Linked DNA regions of Mus musculus: regions 1, 3 and 4 are each linked to region 2. Evidence: chromatin contacts called from public HiChIP or PLAC-seq and promoter capture Hi-C data. All regions are on one chromosome and are shown on one strand. The core of a region is the stretch at or near the end of the contact, and the rest is flanking DNA. Distances in the headings are between cores, read along the strand shown.

Region 1 (4,948 bases), core at 2,405-4,904, 170 kb after region 2:
CTAGTAAGACAGTGTGAGTAGGATCAGCCAGTCCTTGATGTTATCACCCCATCACTTTCCACGAAAGGCAAGAGCCAGGGCCATGTATGTTTGGGGCCTCTCCCAAAGCACAGACTACACATCTATGTATGTACCAGCAACCTACGACAATCACTTCTAAATCGGTCAGGAGACCCTGTGGCCCTCAACAGCCACTCAGTGTGACATCCAACAGAACCAGCCCGATACCTTCAGGAAGGCTTCCTTTTGTTCGAGGTGCTTGCTAATCATGGGGGTGACGTGGTCAGTCTCAGAATTGGGGCCCAGCTTGTCGGCCCCGCCACACCAGTCCTCTTCTCTCTTGTACTCCTGTTCCAGACTTTCCAGGACACTGCAGACCTGAGGGGATAAAGTCCCAGGCTCAGAAATCACCCCACTGTTGCCATCACCCCAACACAGCTGGAAACAGTGTCATTTGTGCTCTGGGGACGGCAAAGGTGGGGAAAAGACCAAAAACACTCAAGGCTGACTAGGCTTCGTCTGGCTCAAGACAGAGAGGGATTTCAGAATAGGAACAAAGCCAGAATAGGAACCCCCATTGCCTGGTGTTTTCCACAGTGAGGAAAGGAAACTGTGTCTTCTCAGCTACTTGTCAGCCTGCTATTCTTTGACAGCTAAGGTAGCAAGGATAGCATTAGAACATGCCTTTCCTGCTTAACCTGGACCTGAGAGAGTTGCTCCTGACGGCTATGTCAACGGTGGTAGAGCTGTCCCTAAAGTAAGCCTAGAGCAGTCACTAGGAGCCTAGGGACAGGGCCTCTCCCGACCTGCTCAGAAGTCTTGTAGAAGGCGACAGAGGCATTGACAAGCTTGAGGCGGTCTTCCATCTTCAGCATGAGCTGCTGCCAGTGCGAGGCGACCTTCTCTGCACAGTCCCGGATCATGTCCATGTCATAGTGGTTGGCCTGCAGCATGGCCTCCGCCTTCTGCTGTACCTGCAGCGCGCTCTGGTGCGTTTTCTGGACACGGGGAAGACGGGAAAGCTCACTCAGCACAATGGCACCACTGACGGCAGAACTGGGCCGCTCTCCGTGGCTAACGGAACCAACTCTAGCTCCTGCTCACCAGGAGGCTCTGCAAATACGGTGGGCACCTCAGCAACGCAGGTCTAGTCTCGCCCCAGCCAGGCTGTTGCTTATTTATCTAAGGAAGGATGAAAACCACTAAGACTTCCCAGAAAGGCACTCAGCTCTGGGGTTTTCCAGCTGAGAAGCAACAGGAACAACTCTTAGCAGTAGATATTCTAAAGCTCTGTCGAAGTGTGCCAAGTTTATTATCCCCGCTGGCTTTCTTATGACAGCCACTGCAGGCAAAACAACAAGTGGAAAAAAGGGGGTCATAGCGAATGCTTTTGATTTCCATTTTCAACTGAAGCTCTGGAGTTGAGTGAAAAGTGTTTTTGAAGAACTAGTGATTTTTCTTTTAAAGAAAAGAAGGAAAGAAATAGAGAAAAGATTGAGACTGTCCCAAGCCACACACAAAGCAGAAAACATGGTGAACCCCGATGCCAGGGGCTCTCCAGCTAAGATGGAGAACACAAGGCTCTGCTAAGAGCAGCACCAGCGCCTCAGAGAGAAGAGACCCTGGCACTTCAGATGACACAGATTCATAAGTGACTGACACTTGAGCTTAATTACCAATAGCCTCTTGGCACAGCAGCTGATCAGGTCTGCCACACTGCCTGGACTTGCAGCCTCAGGAAGAGGCCACCTCGGGCTGGAACAGGTGACAATACACTGACCTTAGGAGTAAATTAGTCCTGACTTCTGTGGCTTTTTCTCCAGCTAACACCTTGGTTTCTATTCTCAAAACCCCCTTTTGAGACCCTGCCTCTACTTTGAGGTCACTCATCACAACTATTACCCACACACGAAGAATCCCATTCTAAAACACGTATGGCACCACTAACAGAGAGGGTGAGCTGCCTGGGGCAGCCAAGGCTTTTGGCCACTATCCGGTGCAGTCCTGACCCTCAGCCTATCAAAGTGAATCCTGTTGCCTCTAAGCAAGTAGCATGAAGAGCGTAAGTATTATTTGTATCTGTGCAGAGTGAGGGAGCCTTCACACCCCAACACCAGCGAGATAGTAAAACAACTCACTCAGCTCAGGCTCCGATCTGAGCTCCCTGATTTAAGACACTTCTGATCAGAGGCCATGCATCCTGCTAGGGCTGTTCCATGGGACAGAATGAGGCTCTGATCCCTGGGACACTTGCTGCAAGGTGGTTCTCAATGCTCTGCAGTTGTGGGCTGTTTGCTTTGCCCACAGTCAATGACTAGCTGACGGGCTGACAAGCACTGTCATTCTCTCCTGCTCGGGCTGTGGCTGGCTCCAGTGGGAGGTGTACCACCAAGCCAAGGGTTATCAGGCTGGTCTCCAGGCCATAAACTCCACCCGCAGACACCACCTTACCTCAATCGCATGCTGGAACTGCTCGTGTTCTCGCTGCAGCTGCTCGGCTTCCTGCAGCGAGCTGGCCGTGATGAGCCCAGCATTTAGCATGGACTCTCCATTTCGGATCCAGCCCAGCACCTGAAAACGGGGCAGAAGGCAGCTCTAAGCAGTGGTCCTTCTAGCGCCCTGCAAGGTTCCTGGGATGGGGGTGGGTCTACAAAGCGGTCCACAGTGGTTCTCAACCTGTGGGTTGCCACCCCTTTGGGGTCAAATGACCCTTTCACATGGGGTAAACTTAACCACCGAGGGGAAAAACAGATATTTACATTATGATTCATAATAGTAACAAAACTAGCAATAGAAATAATTTTACGGTTGGGGAATCACCACAACATGGGGAACTCTATTAAAGAGATCAGGAAGGTTGAGGAGAGCTGGCCTAGAGGTCCTGGTAAGGAGACAGCCCTGACTTCCTTACAATCTTACCAACAGAGCCTACAATCCCCACAGGGCTCTCACCACAGACACTGCCACAAGGGCACAGAAGGTCTGGGTTGTTTTTTTTTTTTTTTTTAAGATGGTGGAGGGAACGGGCTATGAGAACACAGACCAAGACTGTTCCATGTTATAAAGCAAACTTGTTCACTGAATGAGTTCCCTGACACTTGAGGGAAGTCCTGCTACTTCCTGTCCAGACTCTCACCTAACCCATAGTAAACTGGCCACTTACTTAGTCAGAGCAACTCCTTTGTTTCACTGACTTTCCAAGGACGATCAGTGTTAAATGACACTATAGCCCAGGTGTGAAATAGATTCCTCCACAATGCTCAGAGGCCAAACCAAGGGACTCAAGTGTACACACTACAGGGGTGTAGGCAAGCCTGTAGGACAGTCTTAATCAATGATGATGGGGAAGGCCCAGCCCGCTGTGGGTGGGACCACCGCTGGGAAGGTAGCCCTGGGGAGCAAGCCAGTGAGCAGCACCCCTCCACGGCCTCTCACAGGCTCCTGCTTCTATGTTCCTGTACTGCCGAGTTCCTGCCCTCACTGCTTTTCATGACGAGCTGTTGTATGGAACTCTGAGTGAAACAAGCCCTTTCCTCCTCAAGCTGCTTTCAGTCATGGTGTTTCATCTCAGCAATGGTAATCACAGGCTGTGGCTGGCTCCAGCGGGAGGTTGTGGGACACCAGCCACAATCTCAGCCTGGTGTGTCATAGGGCCATGGGGTGAGTAAACACCACGGCTGACTCATTACAGGGGTAGAATGGCTTCTGAAAGCCATCTTCACAGTCTAAGCAAAGACAGCCTGTAAGGTGTATAACTACATCAGTCCTTAAATAAGTGGTTTTTCTTGAGGGAAGAAGAAATGCTCACAGGTTACAACACTGTGTCTCCTTTAAATGTACAATACTAGTGACACTAATGCTACACAAGAGAATAGCAGCCCCCATCCCCATCACCTGTGGTGCCAGGAGCATGTGCTCTTCTGTGAACACAGCCTGTGTCTGCACCACAGCAGGCCGTGGCTGAGGCTCCTGGCACTTCCTTCAACAAGGCCAGGGCTGGCTTTCTGTGCAATGGACAGAATCTAACAGCCTCACTCCTCCATCTAGACCCTCCATCAGGGAGCGCTCCTTTATCCCCACCACGGGACACAGTGTGATATCTATACTTGACTCTAGTGGTATTGAATCCATTTGTCTCAGCTTCGCCCTAAATGTGACATTCTATATAGTATGCAGCTAACTCAAGAAAAGCCTAGACTTGCAGTCTGCAGATATGTCCAGATTAATAAACATTTAGGGGGAAAATCATGCATTTCCTTAGCCTAGGAAGTAATATGCTTTAAGCAAGGGACCACCAAGTAGGAAAGGATAGGCAGGGACAACACACTCAAGAGCTATGGCTGCTGAGCGGGCAGCTCTTCCACTCCAGCTGGCCATCCACGGAGGGGTGGGCTTCATTTCTACCATGAGATGCTGTCCAAGGGCAAGAACAACCTTACACAGCGGGACATGGTAAATTCTCCCCGAGGCCAACCGGTCAAGAATTCCCATCATTCCTCAGTGTCACGCACCTGCTTCACTTCCGCCTGCAGGTGGCGCAACTGCACACACTGCTCCAAGTGTTTCCGATGCTGCTCAGCTGCCAAATCCAACTCCTGCTGCTTCTCATGAAGAAACTCCAGGAGGTCCTGAACCCGAGTGGCCATGTCCACATCTCTGTCACAAAGCAGCTCCACACCTGTGAACAGTCGTAGGCGACCGGTATTCAACTCACACCATCGGTCAGCGTCTCTTGCCCAATGCACTACCCAGTGTGGCTTGTGAAAAAGGCGCCACAGGGGGCCACCTGCACTAGCAGCCCAGTTCAGGGAGACCCAGGCCAGCAGAGATGTTTCTATACACATATCCAGCGGGCCAGGGCGTGAAAGGGTGCACAGCTGAGCTGACCCTCTGGGACTTAGTGACAGGGTAGCAGCTTTTAGAAATGAGCAAGTGGCTCAGCCTTCAG
Region 2 (5,102 bases), core at 1,678-4,177:
CCTGAGCCCCCTGCTTACCAAGCAGCTCCCCAAGGCCAGAGGAGCTCCAGTATAAACGCCCATCCCCCGTAGTCCCTGTGGACGTAAAGTTCACACACACTGTGGGCATCACTCCTTTCTCGGCTGATACTAACTGTTCCAGTTCGCCTCTCTCCCTGGGCGCAGGCATGCTCACCTTCTGAATTCACCTCCCTGCCTAGAGACTAATGTGTTCACCCGTGGAGACAGCGTGTCTAGTGCAGGCATGACACATCTGCTCCACACACAAGGTCAGTGACTGGCGAAGGGCTTGGACATAAGGGAACGCAGGATATTCGGAAGGCAGTTTTCTAACTGGGGGAATAGTCTAGGTATGAGGTTGGGATCTTGGCCGGACAAGTTCCCATTTAAAGCAGTTTTGTATCCGAGGGATAAACCAAACAGTAAGTAGCTTCATAACAGAAGGCAAGGATGATAGTTAGGACAGCAGCACTGAGCATTACAGAGCTTTCCATGGTCTGTAAACAACCAGAACAACTTTATATGTAATAAGTGCTCTAAGCCGCAATGGGAGTCTAAAAAAATGATACTCATTATTTTCTAAATTTTGGCTTAGCTTCAGAACATACTCCCAAGACAAAATCCTTACCTACAACAGCAACATAAAACAAATAAAAGAAAGCAAAGCTGCTTCGGATGTGGCTGGAATGCCAGACCTGGCTCATGGTATTCCCCCATGTAATGTGTGTGTCCCCCACAGTGTGTGTGAACACCAGGCCTCCCAATCCCAACACTGAGGGTCCATCAAGGAGCTAAGGAGCTCCTCACAGCACAGCTGAGGATGTGCGCGCTGCCAGGGAACTTAGGGTCAGTGGTGGATGATAGCACAGCCACGGCTCAAGCCCGCCAAGAATTAAGGACCGTGAAGTAAGATAGCTGGAGTTGAATGTAGGGAAAACAAGCATCGGCCTCAGACACAGAGGTCTGCCAAAGATGCCGAAAGGCCAGCTGGTTTTACAGCACCGTGATATCACCCCTTGTAGGTGATGGTGGCTTCTCTGAGGTTTGGAGCACTGGATGAAACAACCTTCAAGATGTCTCGTCCTTGTCCAGTATTCTGACAGGGTCTCTCTAGTAACACTGTCCACAGATGCGTGCCCCCGTGAGTTTTCAATACAGAAACACGTTTAACAATACTTTAAAAAGACTATCCCCAACCCCTTCTCCATCTCCAACAATTCTATGGGGGGGGGTCTTCTATTTTTCTTTGGTTTCTGTCAAGGTTTACTAATAGTCTTAAAAGTGGATCTATGTCTTTCTTTTAGCAAATAGTTAAGAGGTATACCAAAAGGTTGTTTCCATTTCAGCTGGAGTAAGTGACTTTAAGGCCACTGTGTCGGTTTTGTTTGTTTGTTTGTTTGTTTGTTTTTTGTTTGTTGTTTTGTTTTTGGTTTTGGTTTTTGGTTTTTTTTTTTTTTTTTTTTTTTTTTGTCTTGTTTTTGTTTTTGATCTGTTTGGAAAACAGAACCAGCGAAGAGGATCTCCTATGCTCCTAAGTCCTCCCTCAGCAGTTATATTCGAAAGGGAAACGTTTTCCACAATCTTATCCTTGAATCTCACTTTGTCCTGCAAACCTACAGCAGACCCCACAGACTGAAACAAACGAAAGGTCCCTCTCTCTCCTTGGGCTCAGCGCACTGACACGCCTTGGACTTCGTGCAGAGAAAGGAAACGTTCTTGGTGGTTTTGTTAAGCCAAAGTAGGCATTCTGCAGTCTCCCAAACCAGCTCTTTCCCAGTCATGTCCTTGCCTCTGTTTCCAACTTTCTTTTCTCTGCCAAACTAAAGGAAGAAAGAAACAAAATAAAAAATGTTCGACTGGATACGCCCACAGGAAATACTTGGCTAATTCTATAATAACCTGAGGTGCATAAAGGTTAAACAAATGAGTTAATTCTCTAAACTTCAGAGACTTGGGTAATTTAGTCACAGACTAGGCTGGGAGAGGCCTTCGGAATTAACTTGTCCAGCATGCATTTCACGAATGGTTGATGTCTTGAATAACTCCTACCCAGACACTCTAGGGTGGACTGACGTCCAGACCTCGTGTCCTGAACAGTGTTGCTTCCACTACACAACACAGTGCTGTGTCAGAAGCTCCTACTAGGACGGAGAGCAGCAATTAGGAACATTCCCGGTGTCCAACAACCCCATTTACACACTGAAAGCAAGAACACACACAGCTTAGATTCACTACTAGGCTCACATTCCTTGAGTGGTAGATGGTGAAACACAGGATCCAGCGTGTGGCCCAACAAAACCTAGAGAAACTGAACCACGGACACAGCTGTGGGACCGGAAGAAAGACATTTCATCTCTAAGGTCTTTGGAGAGGACAGACCACTGCTACCCAGTGGGGCAGGGGCCCGAAATGCAATAGCGATCTACTGTCACCCTGTCCCCTTGGTGAGCATTTTTTTCCCCCTAAAGTCAAGAGTGTTCTCTGCGGTTTACAACTCTGGTTGCTGAAAAGGTGTGGGCCACATCCTCTCAAGGCGCAAACCCCGGTAGCTTAGTTTACAACCAAGTTGCTCCCTCGAGGACACCGACCAGCTTGTCCACGCGCCCGGGTACTCCTGGATAGACCCGCCTCTCTCCGATGGCCGGGGACTCAGATGCAACCCACGCACAGCCACGCGCGCGAGGTGTAGCCGTCCCCGCGCCACAAGCACCCTTCGCTCTCCCTCGCCCACCCTCCGCCGCCACTACACCCTCCGGGAGACTGTGCTCATCCCGGCGCCCACCTGAGGTGGTCCGAGCGCGCTCCCGCTCCCGCGGCGCGCTCCTCGGCGCCTCCATGCGGGATGCGCGCCTCCACCCGCGCGCACCCTCCGCTACAGCCCGGCGCCCCGCTCGCTTCTCCGCAGCCGCAGTCCCGAGCTCAGCTACTGTGACAGCCGTCCGTGCTCCCGCCCTGAACGCAGACTGACGCCCGGTGCCGCCACTCAGAAGCTAGGGCGGAGTCTAGGGCGGAGCCTCCGCGCGAGGTAGGCGTGAAGGGCGCGGCGGCGTGGAAAGCTCAGAAGCTCAGCGATGGGAGCGCTGCGGAGGCCGCGGCTCTGCCCCTAGGGCTGCACCTCCACGCTCACCCTGGGCGTTCCACTGGTTCGGATCTAGAGTCCTCTCGGGAGCTCTGCACCAGAGCCAGAGAACTTGGGGAAGAGACTGATGGGCCGAGGGACCGAATGCCCCTCACCAGCTCAGGACAGCTTGGTGCCTCGATTCCCTGTTCACCACGGGACAAACCTGCTATGTCTGCGCCGGAGAGCTAGAGGCTGGGATCCAAAAGCAACTGCACCCGGGGCTTGTTCCACTACGTGGGGCAGGGCTTCCTCGTCTTTCTGCATGGGTCAGCACATTCGGCTAATGCGTGCTTGGAACTGTTTAGGGACGAACAAGAGCATTCTTGACAAAAAGTGGTTCCATAAAGTAATTTCTTAATTGTTAAAAAACAATACAAAAAGCTAACAGAAAAAGTAAATGGCCTAACAAGAAAAGGATACAAGATTTTTTTTGCTCCTGATTAACTAATTTGATGGACCCCTCCTTTTTTCCAGAAGAAGACAAGAGAGGGGGAGGGGAAGAGGGAGGGGGAGGAGAAGAGGGAAGGGGAGAGGGAGGGGGAGGAAGAAGAAGAAGAAGAAGAAGAAGAAGAAGAAGAAGAAGAAGAAGAAGAAGAAGAGAAGAGGAGGAGGAGGAGGAGGAGGAGGAGGAGAAGAAGAAGAAGAAGAAGAAGAAGAAGAAGAAGAAGAAGAGGAGGAGGAGGAGGAGGAGGAGGAGGAGGAGAAGAAGAAGAAGAAGAAAAAGAAGAAGAAGGAGAAGAAGAAGAGAAGAAGAAGAAGAAGAAGAAGAAGAAGAAGAAGAAGAAGAAGAAGAAGAAGAAGAAGAATCATCTCCATGAGTACTTCCTTTTTCTCCAGTGCAGACAGATTCCAAATACAAAAAGACTAGCATGCAAAATATCCTGGCAGCCTCCGGAAAAATAAGCGCCATAACTAAAGAAACATGTGGAAACAGCCTGGAATTTTGTGTGAGTTCAATAGCCTTAGGGCTATGTCAACAAGTCATTGAAACATTGCAAGTCTCTCTGGATCTCAGAACAAAGGATCAAAAGGATCGTACATCTTTAGTCTTGCCTCAGAAATCCCTGTCAGACCAAAAGCCTGAGTCAGCAGCACCAGGCAACTAAGAGAGCTGGCTCAGCGGGACTTGTGGTCCACCGCGAGTGCATTTTCCCTGTTAGTGTATTTCACGAATCCCCGCATTTGCTCGTGAGATTGGTAGGGTAACCTGGGTTCACTGGGGCCCATCTGGTGCCAGTGCAGAATTCAAACTAAGGTCTGACCTCAGTCACTCAAACATTTTTCAGCACAAGTTTCACAGAGCATGGTTGCAAGCTTGCTGTGTTTAAAAATCTCTTGTCCAACTCAGATATTTAACATTGAGGGGGTCGGTTTTCTACAGGCATAAACTATCCCTTGCGTGTCTAGGGGCCCAGTACTCCTACAAAATTAATGACTGAAGACTTAGGCCTGTCTAATGTAAACAAAGTTATGAGCAGTGACCAGAACAAATTGCCTGTTCTAGAAACTGAAAGAACAGAGTCTAATTTCTTGTGGCATGATAAAATTTACTGGACTCCCTCAACTACAAAACAAATTAGCCACCCAGTCTCCCTCCCCACCTCACACAAAATAATATTTATGAACACTGCTGTTTAGACTGGCCTAAAATCTCTTCAGTTAGTCCACATTTAAGGTTTCATGGTTGTCTCTAAAGTTCCGTTCTGTTCCCCCCAAGCAGAGTGGACAGCCTCTTAGGGTAATATTTGAAGACTTGAACCTTGAGCCAGACCACCACACTTGCCTGGACACCAGCCATGTGGTTTTCATGTGGTTAGCATGTTTTGTGCCTCACTCTCCTCACCTATAAAATGGGACCATAAGACTGTTTTCTCTTTTTCATGGGAGTTGAATGTGTGCAACCCTCTTGGGATGATGCTTTACATATAAGCATCACATTAGCGTGAGTTAAAACATACACATAGAGATGCCTGATTTGCTT
Region 3 (4,859 bases), core at 2,076-4,575, 200 kb after region 2:
AAGGTTCGTTCCTTTTCAAAAATTCTGCGGCAAACATGAAGCAAAACAAAATACATTACTAGGAAGAGATGCCTGGATACTGATTTGATTCACTTTGTAATTATATCTTACATCTGGTTCTCCACCGGGACTGTAACCAACTTTTATATTAAAGGAGCAAATTGTTCTAAGTATAAACACTGCATAAAATGGTGATTAAATTAAATTTCACCTTATCTGAGGCATGAGAAAGCCTCCAAACTGACTGGATTTTGTGTAAGAGGGTAGACACGACACTCTGCTGGGCCCATCAACAAAGCTTCATAACTCAGGTGATTCAAACAACGTATCCTATAAACTGTGAGCTATTATAACAGCCACACATCCCATGCACTCAATCAGCGGGCAAGCTGGTGTTCTGTCCTCACGGCCGGAACTTAGTGGCACAGCTCACTGGTACCTGAACTTTTGAACTCACACAACACCAGCAGTATCTAACAGGATATTTACATTACATCAAATGCACACTTAATCTGGGTTGGAGAGTGCCAGAAAAACTATTAAACGATCCCTTTAAAATGTTACAAATACATGATGTACATCTGCCAGCGTTAACAATGGGCCATTACATTGTCCATGTTTGTGACTATGGTGCTGCTCGATTCTGTTAGGTTAACCAAACGGAATGCCTTGAGTTGGGTATATGTGACAGATATGTCTGCTCACACGGTTCTCGAAACTAGTACGTCCAAGATCAAGGTGCCACCATCACGTGAGGGGCTGCGGCTTCCACAGTCCTCCAAAGGCCTGGGGGTTGAACAGAATCTCCCAGGCTCCTTTTCTAAAGGCATTAATCTCATTGGCGAGGGTACATTTCCTGGGACCTAACACTCCCAAAGGTCCTGCACACTGGTATTGCTGTGCTATAGATTATATTTCCACATATGGTTTTGGGGAACACAACACTCAGATCAGACTACAGCAGGTGCCCAAGAACACAACTCAAAGCGATCTCGGATTGATATAGAAATGGGGCAAATCCAGGCAGACAGTGGTGCAGGAACATCTACTAATGTCAGAAGTCAGGGTGAACGCTTGGTCCACAGTGGATGATTTTAGAGTGGTCAGCTGGACAGGCTGCACAATAAAGGCAACCTGCTCTCCGTCACTCCACACCTGAGGCCCTTCCGGCCCCTTTCCACACCTGAGCATCCATCCTTTCTGCACCGTCCTATTCCATACAGATGATGGTGAACCTTAACAAACCTCCAAGACCCTGCAGAAATCATGTTGGAAGTGGGCTTAGGAAGTGGAGACAAGCCTGGGAGTAGGTGCTCGGGCCGAGGCTACACGCTCCTCCCATTCTCATGCCTGGTTCATTTCAGATCCTTACCTGTCCACGTCAGTACTGACAGTCACCTGCCCACCATCCCTGCTCCCTGGATCCATCTGTCTGCTGTCAGTGTGGTCTAACTCATCTACCCGTTCTGCTGACTCTGCCCTGAAAGGTACCACATTTCCACGTCTTCCACACCCGCCCCTCTGCACACAGCTATGATCTGACTGCGCGCTGGGAGGAAGTTCCCTATTTTTTTTTCTCAGCTTCAGTTTCCCTCCCAGTCAGCGGTGATGAGCATGCGCAGTTGAAGATTTAAATGTGTCCGCATGACCCACCACGGCAACCATGAGGCAGCTGCGCGGCACACACACCTGTCGTTGGAATTATAAATGCAGTGAGGGACTCCAAGCCGACTGCACTCTCTACTGGCTGCCCAGGAGATCTAGGTCTCCTGAGGAGGCCTTCGTAAGTGTGTCTCACTCCCCTCTGAAAAGCAATGTCTCAACCTCGAACCATTTAACGACTGTCTCCGTGAGCATGACCAACTCCACACAGAACTGGGGAGTCCACCAGGGAACCCTGAAGCTTCAGGGCAGCAGTCAAGATAGACAGAAGTTCACTGACAAGTTCATTGGGCGTGGCACATTTCAATATGTGAGATTTTTATTTGTAAGTTCTTTATAATAAAGTTTTAACAAACAAACAAAAGAAGTATTTTAAAGTTGAAAAGGATTTTGCCGGGCAAACCTAACATCTAAGCTCCAACCTATCGCCTACCTGTAAGAGCTTCTGGAAGGGATAGAGGGGGGAAGACTTTCAAGAAACAAAAACAAAACAAAACCCTACAACTCTTTGTGGTATATTCTTTATATTCCTTAACTTAAAAACAACAACAAACCAAAACCAAATCAACCAACCAAACAAACAAACAAAAACCCAGGGCAGTGCAAAGTCAAACGCTTGGCAATTCCTCTCAACTTCCAGAGACTTGAAGCAAGGCACTGCTTCGCAGTGTTGGAGATAAACATTTGCTGGATAGGTAGAGGGAGCAAATCCCCACAGCTGAATCTTTTTTTTAACCCTGAGAGAAGTACTTCAGGGACTATAGCTTGGAAATACAATCTATCTGTGTGGCTCAGCCATTTTCCCCTTAGCACTGGCTCTTCCCACCAGGAATGTAAAATTACTGCTGACACTGTGTTTCCAGCAAACACAAAAGCGCCTGAAGTGATGTGCACGTACCCAGCGCTTTATTAAGATAAGAGCAGATGGTTATGGAATCCTGCTGAAGTTCCCAAGCCTCCCACAAGGCTACTGTCTCTTTAGAAAGCCTGGGTAAAATTTCCTTCTTGGCAAGGAGACTGTGGATTAATATATTTGTGAAAGTCACAGCATCTTAAAGACATGTGCACAAACCCTTCATTTAAATATAAGAAGATTAGCAAGTCACTGGATTTTTATCACCCTAGTCCAGCCGCCATCTCTGATCACACTTGTAGCCAATGGTTGTCAATTCTGTGTCATAAAAAAAATAAAATAAAAATCCCAGCCCCATAAATAGGGCAGGATGGGTCTGCCCTCCCCCTTAAGCTGAAGAACAAGTCAAAAGTTAATCTTTTTCCTCCCTACATGGCTCAGAAGCAGAGCAAAGAATCTAGGAGGCTAATACCACCTTCCTCTCTATGCAGAAGGCAGGGTGCCAGCATCTTTCCTGTTCATCAGCGCCCTCTAGTGGACAGCTCCAAGGTCAAGGCACTGAAAAGAGTGCAGCACTTACATGCTTCAGCTAAATGTGCAGAAAACTGCTGACGGTTTGACCTGACTCCCCCTTTCGTAAAGAAAAGGAAATCACTGAATAATGACAAACCTGACCATGATGATGGCACAGTGGGCTTACATGAACTAACAGTCATCTTGCCACCTGAGCACCTGCTGCCGAGACAGGCCTGCACTGTGCGTACAGGAAGCCTCTGGCTCCCCAAGGAACCACAGAAGGGCCATCATCACTCTCAGTCTGCAGGGGCAGTAGGAGTCTTGGTTATTCTGCAGAGGAGCCAATGTGTAGGGTAGGGAGGCAGCCTCCCAGTGTTTTCTTAAGCTTCTGTTATTGCCTCTTCTGGGTTGGCACAGCTGACGGGCAGGTGCTGCTACTGCGGGAAGGAGAAAAGCTCTCCAGCATCGGAACACGACTGGGAAGAAGTGGTTCCGCAGAGTACAGACTCAAACTGGGCGAGGGCCAGTTAGCGAGTGCTCGGGACAAGCCCCGGCACGTTCTCCTGCGCAGGGGTAGGGTTCTAGCCATCTTAAAACCACACCCAGCCTGTAAAACAGTGTTCTGTAAGAGGGTCCTACTCCCTAATTAATGTGCCAGACTTTGGGGACTCGTCTCTCTGTGACTATTAGTACAAGAACTTGTGACAGAGTGTAATCTTCACTTAGCCCTTCAGTGTGTGCCTGGAAACACTGTATTTGATTATCGGACGTGTCCAGGTTTCGCCGCAAGTCCACAGATCACAAGGCTTTCTAAGGTCTGAAGACGCCATGGCTCTAAATCTGTACCCACTCCCTGGGGTGCAGTATGCACAGACTTTCACTATTCTCCCTTTCGAGCTAAAAACAAGGCTCCCGGAAGTCAACTCAAGAGTAACGCTTGACATGCAGGGCTTGACCTAGTATATGGTCTTAGGGGTCAGCACATTAGGCGAGAGGGTGGAAAGTCCGGCTGGAAGCCGTGGCAATATCTTGTATAAACTGCATTTTCATCTCTAATAATGCTGCTTGTACAAACTAGACAAGAAATCTGACATTGCCAGAGGAAGAGTATACAAACCACAGTACTTAAGGTAACCCGGAGAACATCCAGATAAAACACAAAAAGACGTGTCCACTTCAACGTGTGTGTGTGTGTGTGTGTGTGTGTGTGTAATGTGTGTGGGCGTGCCTGTGGGGGGGGGAGGCTTGCCTGTGTGTGCCTCTGTGTGTGTGTGCCTCTGCCTCTGTGTATGTGTGTGTGTGCCTCTGTCTCTGTGTGTGTGTGTATGTGTGTGTGTGTGTGTGTGTGTATGTGTGTGTGTGCCTCTGTCTCTCTGTGTGTGTGCCTGTGTGTGTGTGTGTGTGTGTGTGTGTGTGTGTGTTGTTGAGGAAAGAGCCCAAGACTCCAGCAACTGTTAAAAGACAGTGCATAGTGCACAATGGTATGTTTTTACCATGCAGTCCAAATTATCCTAGGACTCACTGTGGACCTGCAGGTTTGCCTTCAACTGGAGATGACACTCAGCCTCAGCAGGCCAAGCTAATAGTGTTTTCTGCCCTATCAATGGAACCTCCTTCAAGGTCACATGTTATAGACATTATAAAGACAGTATGTCATTTTACCGTAACTGTGCAAGGCCTTGTGGTCTCGGGGGAGCTGGATCATACAGATCATAGAAGGCTAACTAAAGTGGGATTCCATCTACACACCTATGGGGAAGCTGTCATCTGTGGCGTGGTGAGAATGTCTGATGACATGGTTTCCTTTGGGGTCACCCATGCTCTTTAA
Region 4 (5,056 bases), core at 752-3,251, 240 kb after region 2:
GGAAGGCAACCACCAAGATCAGGGGCATTTAGCTGTGCCCATTTTCTGAACGTTTAAGTTACATAAAACCTACAATAATGTGAGCAGAAAGGTAAGGAAGCTGGTGTAGGCTTTCATGAACCACTACTGTGGGGCACGATGGGTCCCAGGGAAGGAGTGATTGACAAGCACTACTTTCTGGGTCAGGCCTACAATGTGTGTGCTGAGGATGCTCATGAGAGGGCATTTGCAGTTAGGCCTTGGTTAGCAGAGGGATGACTGTGTAAAGAGAGCTCTGGGAAGTTCTGGCTTCAAGTCCACTCTCCCCTTCCCTCCTTCCCCTTCTCTAAATGTGCATACGTAAATTAAATATCTTAATAGTTTCATCTAAGACAGCTCAACCCTGATGTTAAACAACAGAGTGGATCGTGTTACATGTTTACAATGCTATCTGGCCAGGAGCAGTAAGCCTGGGATAAATACTAAGACCACGCCACCGAATGTCTCCTGTTTCAGAAGCTGCCAACCATGCAGCAAATGGATAGCCTCCATCTTCCTCTCACTCGGGGAACTCGCTTTAGACGGAAGTAGGTGCGAGTATCCAAACCTCTGAGTACCGGGTGAAAAGGAACAAACTACCAGAGTCTGCGTCCCTGTCCGTCGTCCCCCACCCCCACCCCCGCCGCCGCTCGCCCAGTGTCCTCCAGGACTTTCTATTTCAGTCTGTAAAAGATCAGCTCTGGGTATTTAGCCTTCAGTCACACCATGATTACAGCTGTAAGAGGGAAAATTACCCTCTTTGCTCCAGGAGGAGAGATCCCACAGTTGTCTCTGACAATGGGAAATCTTTTGGGTGAATGGGGGTGGGGGGAGCTGGAATGTCAACAACCCAACAGCGCAGTGGTCAGATCAACTGTGCCCTTTTGGTCATCAGACTCTGTGTCAGGGCTGCGGTGCCACTCCAACAGAACCGTTCCCAGCAAGCCACAGAGCTCACTGACCACCACGGTGGCCTTCCATTTTTAACATCAACCAACAATAAAGGAGCAGCAGCCCTCCATCTTGGTTGCTCCCAGGAGGAGCCGCACCACGGGACATCTCCAGGTTGTGTGAGCGCTCACTCATCACTCAGCTCGTTGACCCAATAGCACTTTCCGTGTACATGTGCACAAAGACCTAAGATGAAGCTAATTATCTGAGGTAAGGGTAAGATTTTTGGTGCTGGGAAGATGGCTCAGTGGTTAAGAGCACTGACTGTTCTTCCAGGTCCTGAGTTCAATTCCCAGCAACCACAACAACCATCTGTAATGGGATCCGATGCCCTCTTCTGGTGTGTCTGAAGACAGTTACAGTGTACTCATATACAATATATACATATATACATATACATACATATATATGTGTGTGTGTGTGTGTGTGTGTGTGTGTGTGTGTGTGTGTGTGTTAAAAAGAGTAAGTTTAAAACTAAAACAGCTTCTTTTGGTAATCCACTCAGGACCTCTAGCAGATTTTAATCATTTTGAATTTCACATAATCATTCGCTGACTTAATTTTTTTTTCTTTTAGGAAAACATGGTATTTAAGAGCCCTATTATTCCTCCACAGATAGAGCTCCTGATAAAGTTGCCCGTGTGCCTTGTTCTGAATTGTCTGTCAGTCACCCACAGACTGCTTCCCAGCCACCTCGTAGGTCTCAGAGCCTGTCAGCTACCCCCACCTTACATTTATTAAACCGAAAAATCGCCTGTGGGAAAGACTGAAGCATGGCTGACGGAAGCACAGGTTATGCTACAAGTAAGACTAATAACTAAGGCAGCGTTCTAAAGCAACCACAGCAAAAATGTTAAATAGTAAGCTGGTAGCTGCTCTTACTGACGAGCCTTGGTGGTAATTACCGAATTTTACTCATTAGGTAATTGGCAGAGCTCCGGAACACAAAGGGCAGGAGATAAAACTCCACATCTGTGCGGTGGCCCCGCCCTCGCACTGCCGGCAGAGAGGGTGACGTCACCCTGTCTGAGCAAGCCGCTCCAGCGCAGAGCCTGCAGGATGCTGCTCCACTGCAGGGAGGCAGTGCTAGCGAGGTGTGTGTGGTGGGGGTGGGGTGGCCGTGTAAAGCTCACGCCAGTGTCACAGGAAGGAAGTGTTTTAATGGATCGGAATCTTCTGTGAATGCATTTAATTATGGAAGAATGTTAGAGAACAAAGGTTACATTTTCACCAGAATGCTTACTAAGATATAAAAAAATGCAAGCACAATCAACTGATGCTTATGTCATTTTTTACAAAATTATATGACCCCAGATTGGACACGAGGATGAATCACATGCACCGGGAATGTAGATGTGTCCACAAACCACCACATGGAAATAACGACAAAGCGGATTCTAATGTTTAGTAATAACCACCTGATTGGCTAACTCATCCTGTCTTATTAGTGACAGCCTATAACAGCACACAGTTAAGAAGAGCACAAGCTTTACTGACTCAAGGAAACGTCAACATATAGCTCTGGCTTTTCATTTCTTACCCACAAAGTATACAGGACAAGCTGAACTGCCAAAGGATGAAAGGCTTGTTAAGAGTATTACAAATGCCTTAAACGAACGAAGAAATCAGTAGACTTTGTTGATGTTTTAACTATGCATTAATGGTACATTGGAAGTTAATTCATAATATATAATAGGCCAGTTGTCCAAAGGCATTATATTGTATAACGGCTATTATTATATAGTGGTTATTATTATAAAAGGGGTTCCAGCTTCTTCTAGTTTCATAAAATAAAAAGGAAATATGGCCAAGGGCACCCTTAATCTTCTGATCCCAGACCAACAAAGAAGCAAACAGAGAAATTGCATTTCTCTGACTAAGTGATTCAAAATAAATCACATGGGCAACCTGTCCCCCCCCCCCCCATCTCCCTGTGCCTCTGTCTGTCTGTCTGTCTCTTTCTCTGTGTCTCTCTGTGTGCATGTGTGCTATAAAGCCTGACAGCAGACGCCACCCTAATTACATATGTGCCTCTCACTTATGCATACATGCACACATGGTTCAGTAAAGCCAACCTGATCCACAGACTGCTTTGCAGAAGAGCCCGGGGAATTGACCCAGAGCGATAAAACTCGATCCCTGAGCTATGTGAATGGATACCAGCCCAACCAAGATTGATTGTTAAGAGAAATCCTGATCCATTATCACATCAAGCATTTCATTCATTTAAATAGCCTCGCCTGGCTCCCCTTGCCTTCCACCCCACCGTGGAATTCCCGCAGGTGGCCTTGCTGTATCTGCAGCCTCCTAATCAGTGGTCAGTAGTCCTTCTGACCCCACCACTCGCCTTGAAATCGGCTTCTAGCTCACACCTCCTTCTACTGCTCTCCATAAGTTTTCCACGATGCCCCTCTGTGGCTTCTTGATGCCTTCCCGTAAGACACACACTCCCTGACATGACATAATCCTTCAGATGTGACATCTGCCTCCTGTGCAGCCTCGCTCGCTTGCCAATACTTATTCTCTCCCCAGGCGAAAATGAAAGAATCCCAACCAGACAGACGCTCAACTTCTGACCCTTTGAACTCCTACACGCATCACCAAAAACCCACTCCCATCATTCCTGTTCCCAGAAATACGTGTGCACACTGCACACACTGGGAACCCTAATACTGGATACATAACCCACTCAGCGCCTGTAGCACTCAAGCCTTTGCCACATCCTGGAAATGACCTAAATACTGGTCACAGTCACTGGGCACTGTGTCCCACCGTATGGGGAGCACGGCAGAAAACCCCAAGCAGCCATTTAACCCTAGGAAAACAACACCCTTTGCAGCTGGCAAACCTCACCACCAGTCTACAACTGGGCTCCTGAGTACAGTTCACAAAAACACAGAACTAACCATATTCTAAAGTTGCCAACCTGCTCACAATGGCCAGGCACTAAAAGTGACTGGTTCTCTTGCTGTCTCGTGTACTTAACGACGAGTCCTTCATTTGTAGTTTAAGATAGGAAAAGGTTTTACTTTGGGGTTGTTGCAATGTAATTAAAACATTATTTTCTGCCCTAATCACTGTTGGTCTCACCTCTGATGAAGGAAGGAAGGGTGGAGCATACGAAGGGAGAATGCTTAGGAGGAGGCTCATTTCTGCACTTTCACTGCAGAGAGGGGGGGGGGGGGAGCAGGAGCAGGAAGTGTGCAGGCATCAGAGGCCTGCTTCTCTGCAGTTAGCAGGGTTCACCCAAAAACAGTTGCAAGGAAATGCTTTAGTCATGAGACTTTGTGACCAGCCTGGGCTTGAGGGAACGAAGCTACGTCAACTCCACACAACTCCAGACAGAACTTCTTTGTTTTACATGTCAGCACATATGTGTCCCAAGTCCCCGAGTCCCAGAGGGCTCAAGTGGAACAGCTGACAGAACGAATCTCGGGGTTTCTGCCATATGTTTTCTGCAACAGGAACGGAACACAACTTAAACTTCTGTGAGTGCGAGGTGTGGCCAACAGGCTTGCTTCGGTCGTGTCCGCCTGCCTGTTGGTGACCATTACTAGGAAAGACAGGAAACAAATAAGGAGAACCAAGGCTTCTGAGACTTCAGATGCCACGGGACAAAGGACTTGATCCCAGCAATGAGCACCGGTTTGGATTTAAGCTCCAAATCTTATTACCTTACACATTAGTAAATCTTACGGATTATTATAGTTGATCGCCACACCAGTGTCCCTGACCCCTACGTTGGCTCCTGCCCACTTCTTTTGCTTGCTTGTAGTTCGAGACAGGGTCTCTCTTTGTAGGTCTGGCTATCCTCGAACCACCAACAAGACTTCTAGCTTCTCTAACATGTAAACTGTCAATTCAGCCCCTGTGACCTGGGTTGTGGCTGGGGACTTCCTTCCTGCAGGGGACTTCCCCGGGCTTCAGGGGCCCTGCCTATCTTGTCAGCCTCTGCTTTTACTACTCAAGGCTGAGAGTCTTAATAAGTAATCAATTAATTTGAGTGGCCACGAGTTACATCTAAACAATACTTAAATCATTATCTTGTTTATACATAAACCAAAGTTGCTAAATATTCAGCAAAATT

What was found. Promoter capture Hi-C pulls out the DNA fragments that hold promoters and counts their contacts. HiChIP or PLAC-seq counts read pairs in DNA pulled down with a chosen protein or histone mark.
Region 1: a contact with region 2 is called in a FOXA1 HiChIP or PLAC-seq map of pancreatic cancer cells. The contact joins the enhancer-like site here to the promoter of Otulinl in region 2. A contact is called at or near these places in 6 of 39 promoter capture datasets (HPC-7-derived erythroid cells, embryonic stem cells, frontonasal cranial neural crest and 3 more), 4 of 115 datasets of contacts at active chromatin or transcription factors (bone marrow-derived macrophages, microglia, pancreatic cancer cells and 1 more) and 4 of 9 other capture datasets (adipose tissue, embryonic stem cells, liver and 1 more).
Region 3: a contact with region 2 is called in a promoter capture Hi-C map of trophoblast stem cells, with 3 times the contacts expected there. The contact joins the enhancer-like site here to the promoter of Otulinl in region 2. A contact is called at or near these places in 6 of 39 promoter capture datasets (embryonic stem cells, neutrophils, second pharyngeal arch cranial neural crest and 2 more), 1 of 15 datasets of contacts at CTCF or cohesin (large pre-B cells), 2 of 484 Hi-C or Micro-C datasets (erythroblasts and nephron progenitors), 1 of 115 datasets of contacts at active chromatin or transcription factors (bone marrow-derived dendritic cells) and 3 of 9 other capture datasets (adipose tissue, embryonic stem cells and liver).
Region 4: a promoter capture Hi-C map of neutrophils shows a contact between it and region 2, with 2.5 times the contacts expected there. The contact joins the enhancer-like site here to the promoter of Otulinl in region 2. A contact is called at or near these places in 2 of 39 promoter capture datasets (neutrophils and pre-B cells), 4 of 484 Hi-C or Micro-C datasets (CD8 T cells, Th1 cells, memory CD8 T cells and 1 more), 6 of 115 datasets of contacts at active chromatin or transcription factors (T-cell acute lymphoblastic leukemia, double positive thymocytes, effector CD8 T cells and 3 more) and 2 of 9 other capture datasets (adipose tissue and liver).

Annotation. Positions count from the first base shown.
Region 1 is chr15:27,846,482-27,851,429 of GRCm38.p6, forward strand. Trio (triple functional domain (PTPRF interacting)) reads right to left here. Exons shown (of 57, transcript NM_001081302.1): 15 at 4,512-4,678; 16 at 2,452-2,571; 17 at 807-998; 18 at 229-378. Among named protein-coding and RNA genes, the nearest start is that of Gm29975, 150 kb to the right of the region's middle. Within about 2 kb of position 3,655, at least 58 of the 459 cell types and tissues checked have an H3K27ac peak or open chromatin away from gene starts, as enhancers often do. A contact at or near this core is called in pancreatic cancer cells, where this site is marked.
Region 2 is chr15:27,678,615-27,683,716 of GRCm38.p6, forward strand. Otulinl (OTU deubiquitinase with linear linkage specificity like) reads right to left here and starts at 2,928. Exons shown (of 8, transcript NM_001242423.1): 1 at 2,783-2,928. The coding sequence starts at 2,837.
Region 3 is chr15:27,881,501-27,886,359 of GRCm38.p6, forward strand. The region is part of intron 9 of Trio (triple functional domain (PTPRF interacting)); the gene reads right to left. Among named protein-coding and RNA genes, the nearest start is that of Gm29975, 110 kb to the right of the region's middle. Within about 2 kb of position 3,326, at least 100 of the 459 cell types and tissues checked have an H3K27ac peak or open chromatin away from gene starts, as enhancers often do. A contact at or near this core is called in embryonic stem cells, stem cell-derived epiblast-like cells and trophoblast stem cells, where this site is marked.
Region 4 is chr15:27,921,795-27,926,850 of GRCm38.p6, forward strand. All of the region lies in intron 1 of Trio (triple functional domain (PTPRF interacting)), which reads right to left. Among named protein-coding and RNA genes, the nearest start is that of Gm29975, 71 kb to the right of the region's middle. Within about 2 kb of position 2,002, at least 298 of the 459 cell types and tissues checked have an H3K27ac peak or open chromatin away from gene starts, as enhancers often do. A contact at or near this core is called in CD8 T cells, Th1 cells, adipose tissue and 7 more, where this site is marked.